Regions from separate parts of the Oncorhynchus mykiss genome. Here region 2 is linked to region 1. The links are chromatin contacts, called in public Hi-C maps. All regions are on one chromosome and are shown on one strand. The core of a region is the stretch at or near the end of the contact, and the rest is flanking DNA. Distances in the headings are between cores, read along the strand shown. Region 1 holds the start of rps6kb1a (ribosomal protein S6 kinase beta-1). Region 2 holds the start of ptrh2 (peptidyl-tRNA hydrolase 2, mitochondrial).

Region 1 (4,098 bases), core at 647-3,146:
ATGAATTTATGCTCTCTATTCTAAGGAGAAGACGTGAATGAATACTTGAACAAGTCATAGGGTGATGAGGGATAGCTCACCTTTCCATAGCCTCCTTTTCCTAAAACCCGGAGTAACTCAAAGCATTCCGGACGAATCTGCTCCGTTCCTTTGTTGACGCTGTCTTCAGAGATTTCAAACTTTTCACAGTCGTCCATGTTACTTTAAAATAAATTTAAAAAGACAACCATTGAAACATAATTAATTTAATGTCAAATTTCAGCCAGTTGAATCTACCCGAATGACAAAACCAGAAGGTTAGATTAAAGATGGAATCCACAGTAGGGGAAAACAGTCCTGCCTGCACAAGCAATCTATCAACTAAAATCACTCATGGTCCTTTCTCTGTTCATCAAGCATACAACATCATAAAAGTGGTCAAAGGTGTTTCTGTAGTTAACAAAAAATGTATTACACAGATTATTAATCCCTTTAGGGCAATTAGATTGACACCTGTGCCCAAACAATAAAACACATAGAATTGCATGTCAAAGAAGCACCCTGTTGTCAAAGATGTTGTGGTGAGTGTGCCACATTAGCTAGTGCTAAAATATACAGGCTGAACCTATGTTGTAAATACCCACAATTCGAAACCGCTGCATTGCTCAGTGCATTCGCTCATTTGGGTCTGGCAAAAAAGAAGAAAAAAAAAGAGAACAATTTAACAACAGGATTGATCTTTCCCCATCAGTAGACAACTTCAAAAATATACCTGTTCCAGTGATTATTCAGACGGGACTTTTTTGACTGCATCACACACACAGTCTTGTGAGACTGCTGAAAAAAAGCAAACGATTCTAAAATTAAAGATGTACGAAAGAGTAGCTAGAACAACTTGTTTCACTTGTCCACATCCAACGATGCCGAAATCTGATCATCAGAGGTCAAGTGGTTTCATAGCTATAGTAATCTGTCAATGCGTAACGTTATATCCGTTAACGTTAGCTATGTTTTGACAATCCAACTAAGAATGGATCGTTTATTGAAAAGACAGATGGCTAGGCCTATAGAGCTGGTTAGTTTAGCTTGCCACCAACGTTAAGTCCGCCCTTGGTTCAGCTACCTAATAATAGTTAGTTACTATAATATTAATTAGCTAGCTACCTTCTTACTTACTTACTTACTAACGTTAATCGCTAAGTTAACTAGTTATATATTAGCGGATGTAAGCGTGGGTTATTTTGGACTTGCCACGCACGACTAGCTAACCGGCTGATATGTTGAAGTTATTGACAAAGACAGTCTTAAGCTTCTGACTAACATCAGATTCTTTACTGCAGACAAGTTAGTTTGCGCCTCCCTTCTTCACTAGCAGCTAACGATAGTAGCTAACTGGTTCATGCCAAGGTCGGAAGCTAAAGGAAACTAGCTAGCTAGTAATGTTTTGCTGGGTGGCTAGCTAATTATTGTACAGTAGCTGGCTACTTACCCCATCCCCGAGTTCATCATCAGACACATTTTCGTCCACCTGATCCAAATCAATGTCGAATACCCCCGCCATTGCGTTTGCTTGGTCCCTCTCTCTCACTCAGTCCGAAATAAAGTATCAACTTCTCCACTGCCTCGTGGAAATACACCTCCGACATAACCGGCTACAGTAAATAGAACCCATGCGAGTAGCAGTACCGCTAGCTACCGGCCACACGCAATTTAAAAAACAAAGCCCAGTGTTGAGCACGCGCACTGCTGAAATGAGATAGTAGCTGAGTAGCTTTAATAGTAGCCCAATGTCCATGATGCCCCATACTTTTTCCTTAAATTATTTCGCTCGTTTAAACATGTCATATTTGATCGTAGTTTAATAGTTTAAAAGTGATGTTTGTGTAATATGGCTCAGAAATGAGCTATGATGATGATATTGTAGTCAGTCAAAATCTAATAAAATGTTATTGGTCACATACACATTATGTAGCAGATGTTATTGCAGGTGTAGAGAAATGCTTGTGTTCCTTGCAACAACAGTGCAGTAGTATCTATCTAACAATTCACAACATTACACACAAATCTAAAATAATGGAATTAATAAATATATAAACATTTGGCCCATGGACTGCCTGGCATATTTTTTTGCCACAACAGGTATGATTGCACTATGAAAAAACGTTCACAGGCTTTTGTGTATTCTCACTTGGTTAATTGTGATCTTAGTGTCTTTTGTGATCTAACCTGTAACCAGACTAACTGTTTGTGTGCAGATACCCGTTACTGGCAGTAGATGGCAGTGAAAACAAAGCAATCCTTCTTCGTGTTTCACCCCATTTGGACCTCTGAGTCTTGCAGTGATCGTAAGTGCCAACAGGGGACGCCCATAGGGTGTTACCAAATATGTAGAATAACCCACATAAATGTTCACAGTCACCTTGGGTTGAGGTGGTGTGAGAATTATATGATGTGATGTTTCACATATAGCATCACCATTCCTGTGATGATGACTCATGACTGGGAGCATTTATTCAACACACACACACACACACACACAAAAAACCCCACCTTACTTCTACTCAGTGCCCTATCTCTGTGAAATCTGTGGTCCTAGATCAAAGGGACTGTGTTTCAAGTTTAACGTTTTTTTATTAGTCGTATGTACGGGATACACATGGAATACGTAGTCCAACAAAATGCTTACTTGCAGGTTCCTTCTCGACAATGGAAACAACAGTAAGAAATAATCAAATATAAAAATCCAAATATAAAGTCAATGGCAGTAGAATATATATATATATTTTTTGCATATATATAATAAATGGAGGTGACAATTTATAGTTCAATATTTACACGTGTATAGGGGAAGGGGGATGGGGTAAGTGTATAAATTGAGCAATATAATAAGAGTCTTCTGGTAGTAGAAGTTGTGATGTGTGTGTAGCATGAATGTATATAATATATGTGTGTGTCTATGTCTGTGTGGGTATGTGCATGTGGGAGTGCATGTGTGCTAATGAGGGACGAATCAGACCAGGTGGTCAGTCCAGTTCAAGTGTTCAGTCCAGTTCAAGTGTTCAGCGGTCTGATGGCTTGTGGATGGAAACTGTCTCTGAGCCTGTTGTTATCAGTCCTCGTGCTTCAGCTTGTGGCTGGGGTGTGTGGGGTCCTTGATGTGTGTATGTGTGTGTGTGTGTGTGTGTGTGTGTGTGTATACATATATATATATATATATATAAATATATATATACACGGAGTATACAAAACATTAAGAACACCTGCTCTTTCCCATGACATAAACTGACTAGGTGAATACAGGTGAAAGCTATGATCCCTTATTGATATCACTTGTTAAATCCACTTCAATCCATGTAGATGAAGGGGAGGAGACAGGTTAAACATATTTTTTTTCAGCCTTGAGACAATTGAGACATGGATTATGGATGTGTGCCATTCAGAGGGTAAACGGGCAAGACACAAGATTTAAGTGCATTTTAACGGGGTATGGTAGTAGGTCCCACGAAAAGTACTTCCAGCCAACTTGACACAACTGTGGGAAGCATGGGAGTCAACATGGGCCAGCATCCCTGTGAAATGCTTTGTAGAGTCCCATGCCCCAATGAACTGAGGCTGTTCTGAGGGCAAAAGAGGGGGGTGCAATTCAATATTAGGAAGCTGTTCCTAATGTTTGGTATACTCAGTGTATAATGGGTACAACCTTCAATTACAACACTCTCTGCCTTGCACATTAAGATGTTTTATTCATTAGTGATTCCTGTGTGTAACTGAGACACCTGAGTGATATGCATTCTTTGGCCTAGGCTGTTGGTGCAGGGCAGGGAGAAAGAAAGGAATGAAAAGGGATGAGAGGAAGGGAGGAAATGAGAGAGAAAGGGGAGACAAACATGGACAAATGAATAGACAATATTGTTTTTATTCATGGCCATAGAGAGAGACTGTGGGTATGTATTTGGCTGCAGATGACTTTAGATGATGGTGGCAGATAGAAGCATGCTTGATCTGTAAGTAACAAATGAGCCTATTGGCTCCCTTCTCTCTTCCTCACAGCATGAAACCACAGGAATAGATTCAAAAAGGGGATTTCTGGTTTTGATGTGTTGAAAGACAGAGAAGACA
Region 2 (4,159 bases), core at 108-2,607, 150 kb after region 1:
GCGTATGTAACCTGATAATAGACTGGCATTTTACAAAGACACGCTGATGATGGAGAATAACCTAACGTCAAATGGGGACAGACTGTATTTGTCCTAATGTTATTCTACTAACTATTATTATGAACACACCACGACAATGAGCAGACATGAACGGTACAAATAGTCCCCTTACCCTCTCCTTTCACTCTCGAGCTGTCAAACGCTGCAGCCTGCAGCACAGGAGACAGACGTGTGTTTTATTCCATGGACCGTGTACCAAAGATGGGAGATAAACGAAGATAGTTCACTGAGGCCGTTTACCAATGAAAAAAAGTAGTTTCGATCTACCTAACTGTGTATGTCTCCAATAGACACCAATGCAATAGCAGCTGTGTATGGTCTACACAGTTCATTGACTTTCATTAAACCAGAAAAAAACAGTGGGCGTGTCCATAGAGAATGATAGAGGCCTCTAGTGGCCAAAAGGCCATTTAAGCATGGGCAGCACCATTAAGGACTTCCACCATTTTAATGTAGTCAACTGGGTGGGACTTCCAACTTAATTTGCTGATTCCTCATGATGACACTGTTGGAGTCATGTCCAAACAGATCATCAGGAGGGATCAGCCAATTGTTAAGAAGAAAATTGACTATTTCAAAATTGAGATTACCTCAAAGGCGCTTGTGGTGTCACAGATGCTATAATGGCACAGATATAAAGATGAGTCCTATATCTATCTCTATTGGTGTCTCGCTTCCTCTTCGGTCTCTGAGTGTACTTCAGCTGAAATGCAGACCTCGATCCACCCCATCCAATAGGAATAGTTGTACCACAAAACACCTTATCATTTGGATGGGCTTTGATCGAAGCCCCATCCATTAACTGCTAGGCGATGAGTATATCCAGGTGCTTCAAAGTCAGGTAAAACTGAGCGGGTGCGGGTGCGTTCGAGAGCAATGAATCAGTGCAATCGTTTTCTTCAACATTTGCAGTTTTGAGAGATAATTTAGCAATTTTATAACAAATTTCATGCAATTCTACTTATGGGGTGGAGAGCAATCTTTGCCGTTTTAAAGCTAAGCAAATTCTACAGTTTTTGCCATGTAAATATGATTATGCCATATGATTTCTGGGCACGTGCCTTGAGTGCCCAGTAGTTATTTGGCCATGATTATTACACTTTTCTTAAAAAAAAATTAACTCTGACGTGTGATCCAGCATTAAAAAGATTGACCTAGAGAATCTTTGATTGAAATACATGGGATAGTAATACTTTGAAATTGAACCATGTTATTTTCAAATACTCCAATTCAAACCATCAAACCTAAAAAGCTGCATAAACTCAGAGATACACCCAATTTATGTGCATCTCCCAGTTGATGCCTACTCTTCATACCGGCAGCCTGAAACGTGTCCAGTATATTTAATGTGACGTCATCAGAAGTGGACGGTAGATGAAGACGAATGTAAGCGTGTTGATCTCGCCCGGAGCAAGTAAAAATCGGTAAAGTTTGGTTATAAACTGCTATGCAAAATGTTATAAAGGACACGAATTATGCCTCCCTTGAGGTGATATTACGAAGTTGACTCAGGCTAGATAACGCGTTAGCCACATGCTTGTTCAATGGTAGCAGAGATGCTTTGAAGGTAACGTTAGCCTACTCTCAGTTCTGAATATTTTGTTCAAACAGTTAAGTTACCATAAATAAACATGCATTTGTTCAGCCTTTGTATGTTCAAAAATCCTATAAGATCAACGGATGACTGGTCAATGTTTGTCTGAAGTGGAAACACATTTAGGGTAACGTTAGGTAGCTAGGTGATTTTAGTTCCAAACTAGTTAGCCAACTATGCGGGCCCTATACATTTTGAGATGCGAACGGAATCGATACAATTAAACAATAAACGTATTAAATGAATTAGCACACGTTTATCAAAAGACAAACATAATGCATCAGTGATTCTTATTTAATGCAACTTTCTGAAGAGGAAACGACAATTCCCCGTCTGTATGTGCGGCGCCCAGCTACCACTTACGTGTAGCCGTTAGCGATGATGCTAATGAAAAATCTTCTGGTAGATTCAATGTTAACTACAAAGTAGCCTATGCATACCTGCCAGAATGATATCATGATTATTTGCATAAATCCAAAAACATAACTGAACATCCTCTTGCTAGGTGCCCACTGGAATGATAGGGTACTTAACCCCAAAAATCGAAATTTCTCAATTTCCCAAGACCTCAAAAGTAGTCTCCTGATGTGGTTCAAGCAGTATTGTTGACCTCGAACATCCAATAAAGTTGTTATTCGTATTCAATTAGAAGTGCGATTTTGATAGCAAAGAGTTGAAATAAATCTTGGGAAAATGGAAAACAGAATTTAGGGAAAAACAAAAAGGAATTAGGGAAAAAAGATTTTATAGGGCCCTAATAGACTATGTAGCTACGAGATGTAGCCTCCAATAAATTCACAGCCTTAAATCAATTTTCAGGTTCGACAAGTCTCAAGATGGATTCCCTATACGGCCAGGTAGCCATTGGAGTATTGGGAGGAGTGGGCTGTGGACTTTTCCTTGGCTGGCACTTCCGGGCTCGGTTCAGCAACTCTTCCAAAGACAACGGGGCGGCGATGGGGAATGGCAGTAGGGGTGAAACGGCCACCAGCGTCATGGGAGAAGGAGGGGAGTTCAAAATGATCCTGGTGGTCCGATCCGACCTGAAGATGGGCAAGGGGAAAGTGGCCGCCCAGTGCTCACACGCTGCCGTGTCAGCCTATAAACAGGTCCAACGCAGGAACCCTGAGCTTCTGAAACAATGGGAGTACTGTGGCCAACCCAAGGTTGTGGTTAAAGCTCCAGATGAGGACAGTCTGATAGAACTGCTAACCCATGCCAAAGAGTTAGGGCTGCCTGTCAGTCTGATCCAAGATGCTGGGAGGACCCAGATAGCGCCAGGATCCCGTACTGTGCTGGGTGTAGGCCCTGGAGCAGCTGATCTTGTGGACAAAGTCACTGGACACTTGAAGCTCTATTAGACACAAAATAAGACTTGAATTGAGTTGTCTGTATTAGTTGTATTTGAAGTAGGATAATCATGGTCCACTTTAAAATGTATTTTTTTTAATGGAGAAATTGTATTTTGGGATCTGTACATTAATTTTCATTAAAAGGTCCAAACATGTAATTTTGTCCTCACATTTGCATTAAGGGGCTGATTCAGACCTAGGAAATGTACTTAAACACTAAGTATTTGGTATTCAGGCATACCTTATTCAGTCGTGTAACGTGCTCTGCAGGTGTTGCTGGCTACCTTTCACGGTCTGAATACATTTCATTCAATTGCTGAAAACCCTCCCACTTGGTGGCCAAGAGATTTTCTTGTGGGGTTATCAGTACATTTATCTAATGGGTTCAGAACATTAGGGATCAATGAAAGGAAGCCATCTCAATGTATGCATATTTGTCTCAGTTTCAGCACCAATTGGTAGATTTAAATATACTCTGATCTTGTAGATTTAGGTTTAGGAAATAATTTATGATAAACTGGTTTGGAGAGCCTTTCCACACAAAATATTGGTAAAAGAATAGTGGTTTGATTCATCCCAGAAGTTGCCATATTCAGTTCTTTAACCCAAAGTAATGTTGGAAGGTTAGTGTACAATAGGTTATACCCTCATCTATTGCCTACACCAACCATTGGGTTCAAACTGTTACGGCTTGGTCTGCACAACATCGTGATTTATTTAGCCTACGTCTTTAAAATATATAGTACCAGTCAGATTGGACACACCTACTCACTCAAGGGTTTTTCTTTTCACTATTTTCTACATTGTAAAATTAATAGTGAAGACATCAAACTATGAAATAACACATGGAATCAGGCAGTAACCAAAAAAGTGTTACCCAAACCGGCTGCCATCGTGCATACATTTATTTTGTCCCCCTACACCAAACGCGATCACGACACACAGGGTAAAATATCAAAACAAACTCAACCAATGACATTAATTTGGGGACAGGTTGAAAAGCATTAAACATTTATGGCAATTTAGCTAGTTAGCTTGCACTTGCTAGCTAATTTGTCCTATTTAGCTAGCTTGCTGTTGCTAGCTACTTTGTCCTGGGATATAAACATTAAGTTGTTATTTTACCTGAAATGCACAAGGTCCTCTACTCCGA

Evidence for each region. Hi-C and Micro-C count contacts between places; a contact is called where the count stands out from the background.
Region 2: a contact with region 1 is called in a Hi-C map of liver, with 3 times the contacts expected there. The contact joins the promoter of ptrh2 here to the promoter of rps6kb1a in region 1. A contact is called at or near these places in 2 of 3 Hi-C or Micro-C datasets (blood and liver).

What each region holds. Positions count from the first base shown.
Region 1 is chr12:33,635,650-33,639,747 of USDA_OmykA_1.1, forward strand. rps6kb1a (ribosomal protein S6 kinase beta-1) reads right to left here and starts at 1,897. Exons shown (of 15, transcript XM_021623546.2): 1 at 1,469-1,897; 2 at 752-816; 3 at 624-667; 4 at 81-201. The coding sequence starts at 661.
Region 2 is chr12:33,781,457-33,785,615 of USDA_OmykA_1.1, forward strand. It overlaps ptrh2 (peptidyl-tRNA hydrolase 2, mitochondrial), which reads left to right and starts at 1,358. Exons shown (of 2, transcript XM_021623550.2): 1 at 1,358-1,484; 2 at 2,474-3,161. The coding sequence starts at 2,491. The coding sequence ends at 3,015.